Linked DNA regions of Acanthopagrus latus: region 2 is linked to region 1. A link is a contact called in public Hi-C data. All regions are on one chromosome and are shown on one strand. The core of a region is the stretch at or near the end of the contact, and the rest is flanking DNA. Distances in the headings are between cores, read along the strand shown.

Region 1 (2,752 bases), core at 188-2,687:
TCAGTTGTGATGTGAAACACATCTAGCAGGTGCTGCTGAAGCTGCTTAACCAAAGAAGGAAATCACAGAGAAAACCTGAGCCACATCCGTGTGGTCTCTCCGGAAGATTCAGATCCTCTGACTGACATGAAACAAGTTCTCTGATCTCAAAATACAGAATCACACAGATGAAACGTTTAGTGAGCAGATGGAAAACAGCAGCTGCACATCTAAAGATTTTTTTCAACAGAAGGCGCAGATGGAGAGCTTTACGCACAGATCTGTAGGTTTTACGCACAGATCTGTAGGTTTTACGCACAGATCTGTAGGTTTTACGCACCGATCACACAGCGTGGAATGCGGCACTGACAAAGGGCGTGGTGTTGGGCATGCAGCGGTACCTGAGGGTGTAGTTCTGCCCCTCGTTGTTGTCCCAGAACTCCCCCTCCTTGCTCCTCAGGTACACGGCGAAGTGCACGGCTGAGCTGGGGTCCATGAAGGGCGGCGTGTACACGGTGAAGGTGAACTGCTCCCCCACGAAGCCCGGCTGATCCACGGCCACGGGCAGAGCCTGCGCGTCCACGTGGGAGAGCCAGTCGTTGAAGGTGTACCTCACCCCGACCTCTTTGTCGGTGCAGCCGGTGAAGACCCGGATCTGCCCCCGCACGTCGAACTGCGTGATGGTGACCTTCTCCAGACACACGCCGAGCCGCTGGACTCTCCGCTCCGCCTCTCGAGGCTCTGGGAAGCACGAGACCAGCCGGTCCGTGTCCAGGCTGGACTTGAAGCTCTGGCACAGGTCGTTCAGTAAGTCCTGCTGCGGCGGGAAGCTCTTGTGTCTGGACAGAACTTTGCTCGGGATCTGCGGCTCCTCCAGCGAACTGAAGTGTTTGACGCTGGCCAGGTTCAGACCCATCGAGTCTGCGAACTTCACCCGCTTCCTCCCGTCACCGCCGGAGTCCTCGTCCAGGAGCGCCGCCGGGTATGCGGGCAGGGACTGGGCTCTCCTCCTGTCCCTCATGAATCTCTCCAGCTGTGAAGCGTCCACCTCGTCATCCAGATCTTCCTCATCGTCCTCCTCCTCTTCATCCTCCAGCCCGTTTTCCGCAGACTGCCCGGGGGACGGCGAGTGTCCCCCGGTGTGGATCTGGAGCAGTGAGCGGGACATTAGTGCCCTGCTTGCCGGTCCGGAGTCCGCGTGTGTCCCGGTGCGGGGCGGCTTGTATAGTGAGGAGCCCCCCGCCCCCCGCAGAGGACGACGTGGTGACAGCAGAGCGCGTGCATTCACAGAAACGTGCGCACCGTCACGTCACCAACGTCAACTTTCCCCTGAGTGCGTGCAGGACGTGGACTGTAAACAACAAACAAACAAACAAACAAACAAACAAACACCTGGTCACACTTCATTAGAACCTTCAGAATAAAAGATCATTCATGGTTCTTTCAGCTTTAACAGTTATTTTACAGCAAACACATGATTCATAACACACTGATTAAAGGAGCATTCTGTAGAAATGTTAATGTGCAGAGAAAGAAACAAACTGACCTTAAAGGACAACACAGTTTGAACTGTTCTACTGTGTTTACATGTGGCGGACCCTGCCACCTCTCCAGCCTCACACAGTGTTCTGGACCTTATCGTCCTCTGAGAGCAGCTTCTTTATTCACTGATGGACACAGTTTGTGTTATTACCTCATTAATGTTGTAAATATACACGTCTTCTGTTAATCTACATAATGCTCCTTTAACCAGTCCTGACTTGTCAGAAGTTTATTCAGTATTTAACTGTTATCAGTGAAATAATTATTAATCATATCAGAAGAAGTCAGATGATTTTATCTCAGTTTAAAGTTTTTGTCAGTAAACCAGAGAAAACATGAAACATTTATTCTTAAATCATGATGTTATGGTTCACAGACACGTCATCAGGCACGTCATCAGGCACGTCATCACGGTGACCTGCTGTCCTCAGTTTGTCTCCACAGGATGTGTAAATAAAGTTGTCCTGTGTTACAGACTGACTGCATTATGTAACTCACAGCTCCAAGTGTGCGTCACACAGCGGCCGAAAACAAACACGTGACGTCATGACTTCATCACGCTGACGTCAGGTTCCTGCGGACAGACGGCATGACGTCTTCAGACGTCCCAGCTGGATCTCAGAGCTGCAGCTGCTTCCCTCCGTGTTTCGAGGATTTTGGCGAAGAACAAAAGTGCGATAAAACTGATCGATGACGACACAAAGAAAACGAGTGACTGCTATTAAACACGTTGTCAGACACGTCACACATCCACAGGGTTCAATTCTACAGATGTGTTGGAAACTAAAGATGACGTCATGACTGCTGCAGAGGTGCACATTTAGTTTTGATGCACTTTGAGATCTGCCTGTGAAAGATGTGACCACAATCATTATTTACACAATTTCATTTTATTTTTACATTCTATTAATTCTGTTTGTATTTAAGTGAGATAATATTTCCACCTCCACACGTTCTGTTATTGTGTTTTTATGAACTTTTTGATTTGCTCTGTAATCACTGCTGACTGTGAGGAAATAAATGCTTCATATTTTTAAATTCTTTTTATATTTTTATTCTTTCTTATAGGTTTCATATTTTTCCAAAGTTGTCATGATAATTTATATTTTTGTAGTTTTTATAATTTCCATATTTCTCATATTTATTATTCAATTATTTTATATTATTTTTTATATTTTTCATTTTTCGTTCTTTATATGTTTCGTGATTTTTAATAATTTCCCAATTTTCA
Region 2 (2,700 bases), core at 119-2,618, 170 kb before region 1:
ATAACCTGCAGGTTCTGATCCGTCCAGGTTCTGTTGATCCAGATAATCTCCACAGATGAACTCCACTCTGTGATGTGTGAAGCTAAATTAACTGTGTAGCAGTAAGAAGCTAATGTTAGGCTACAAACAGACGACATCACGGTCACATGACTGAAACGTCTCCACCACTAAGAGTCTTGCTGCACAATTATTGAGGCTTCAGAGTAAAAAAACCTGAAAAGAAGAATCAGTTATCTGAACGTGAACGTACAGATTGATCTCCAGAACTTTCTGGTTTCTGTATGAGTGGATGGAGGTCAGTAATAAACACACATGTTCACTTTAAATATACTTTTTACTGTAACGTTTCAATTCAAGATCGAAGAAACTTTATTGTTCCCACAGTGACAGAAAGTTTCCTGTTCAAACAACATGGAGAAACATTCACACTGTCAGACTCTCATTAAATGAAATGAGACACTTTAGTCTGGTTCTGATCCGGGGTTCTGACTGTTCATGGGGGAAATGTTGAGACTCTGTAATAAATGAGTTTGGTTCTGACCTGCAGCTGCGGCTCCGAGTGAAAGAATAAAATAAATATAATATAATAACTATAATAACAGCTTAAAACAAAACATGAAAGAAAAGGATGAAATGATAATGAGAGAGAGGAGGAGGAGAGAGAGGAGGAGGAGAGAGAGAGAGAGGAGGAGGAGAGAGGAGAGAGGAGGAGAGAGAGAGAGAGAGACAGAGGAAGAGGAGAGAGGAGAGAGAGAGAGAGGAGGAGAGAGAGAGAGAGACAGAGGAGGAGAGAGAGAGAGAGAGGAGGAGAGAGAGAGAGGAGGAGGAGAGAGGAGGAGAGAGAGAGGAGAGAGAGAGAGAGGAGGAGAGAGAGAGAGAGACAGAGGAGGATAGAGAGAGAGAGAGAGAGAGAGAGAGAGGAGGAGGAGAGAGGAGAGAGAGAGAGAGAGAGAGAGAGAGGAGGAGGAGAGAGGAGAGAGGAGGAGAGAGAGAGAGAGAGACAGAGGAAGAGGAGAGAGGAGAGAGAGAGAGAGGAGGAGAGAGAGAGAGAGACAGAGGAGGAGAGAGAGAGAGAGAGGAGGAGAGAGAGAGAGAGAGGAGGAGGAGAGAGGAGGAGAGAGAGAGGAGAGAGAGAGAGAGGAGGAGAGAGAGAGAGAGACAGAGGAGGATAGAGAGAGAGAGAGAGAGAGAGAGAGGAGGAGGAGAGAGGAGAGAGAGAGAGAGAGAGAGAGAGAGGAGGAGGATAGAGGAGAGAGAGAGAGAGAGAGAGAGGAGGAGGGGCTTTCTCTCTCTTCCTCTCTCTCTTTTCTTTTTTCTCTCCAGACGCGTAAAACCAGGCAGGACGCGCAGAGCGCAGAGAGCAGGAGCCACAGAGGAGGAGGAAGAAGAAGAAGAAGAAGAAGAAGAAGAAGAAGAAGAAGAAGAAGAAGAAGAAGAAACAAGAAGCAGCAGCAGCAGGAGGAGGAAGAGGAGGAGGAGGAGGAGGAGAGTGTTGGATGTAGCTGCTGGGTGTTTTGCGGCTGTTGTGTGGAATGTGCGGCTCCTGCTCAGCTGCTCAACAACTTTGTGAATCTCTGCTCTCATGCTGAGAGGAGGACGCAGAGGATGGGAGTTACCTGGTCCTCCAGATGCCTCGCTCTCTTTCTAGCTCTCCACATAGGTGAGTGTCCCATCCCTCCATCATCCCTCCATCATACATCCCTCCATCATACATCAGTGTGTCGATGAGCGGGTCGGGAAAGTCTCGTGTTGTCGCTTTCTGTCCCGGACGAGAATCTGAATTTGATCCATAAAGAAGCAAAAACATGTTTTATTTGGATTCTGACTCCTGAAGGTGTTTTATTTTATTTCACCGTTAATTTAAAAAAGAAATGAATCCGTCGCTTCTGAAAACGACTCAGAAATGTTTTTGTTTGTTTTTTTTTTTGTTTAACAGATGATTAAATTTTGTTTGTTTCAGCTGCAAAATATAAAAATCTGTTTTTTAAAAAGTAATTTAATCAGATTTACAGCTGACACATGTTTCTGTGTTGGAGCAGCAGCGAGGCTACACATCCAGTGTGTGTGTGCGTGTGCGTGTGTGTGCGTGTGTGTGCATGTGCGCGTTAACAAGGGGAATGCCCCCCCGCCCCCCCCCACACACACACACACACCTCGGTTGTCCCAAACTCGAGACATTTGTTGATTTTTAATTTTTTTTATTTTCCACATTCACAACAAAAAAAATGATTTGAATTTATTTAAACTAAATCAAATTATTTCAAATAAAATTACATTTAATTCGCTGGTTTTGTTGTTTAAAATCGACGGTTCCGGTTCTGGTTCGTGTTCTGTGTTCTCGGCGTGTCTCTGCACACGGAGCAGGAGAAATAAAAGGCCCGTGTGGAGGTTCGGAACATGTCGAACTGCAGCAGAAGAATCTCAGACGTGACGCCGGAGCGCGCTGCTCTCCCGCCGCAGTGTGCGGGAGGCTGCGGGGCTGCGGGAGGCTCCGCACCGTCACAGCCGGGACGACAGAGCCGAGCACGAGAGGCGCAAACAGCCGACAACAATTATTAATTCTATAATATAATATCATCTATATTTTAATCTCTGCTGCTCTGATAATAATCAGCGGGAACGAAACGACACAACGACGCGGTTCTTTTATCTCCCGGTTCCGTCCCGGTGAACATGCGCAGAACGAGGCCTCGACGGGAA

Evidence for each region. Hi-C and Micro-C count contacts between places; a contact is called where the count stands out from the background.
Region 2: a Hi-C map of muscle shows a contact between it and region 1, with 3 times the contacts expected there. The contact joins the promoter of nrn1a here to the promoter of ppp1r3g in region 1. A contact is called at or near these places in 2 of 4 Hi-C or Micro-C datasets (liver and muscle).

The regions. Positions count from the first base shown.
Region 1 is chr19:23,803,458-23,806,209 of fAcaLat1.1, reverse strand. It overlaps ppp1r3g (protein phosphatase 1 regulatory subunit 3G), which reads right to left and starts at 1,437. Exons shown (of 1, transcript XM_037078892.1): 1 at 1-1,437. The coding sequence starts at 1,147. The coding sequence ends at 323.
Region 2 is chr19:23,971,007-23,973,706 of fAcaLat1.1, reverse strand. nrn1a (neuritin) reads left to right here and starts at 1,368. Exons shown (of 3, transcript XM_037079125.1): 1 at 1,368-1,660. The coding sequence starts at 1,606. It overlaps LOC119008608 (coagulation factor XIII A chain-like), which reads right to left. Exons shown (of 24, transcript XM_037079122.1): 6 at 1,617-1,776.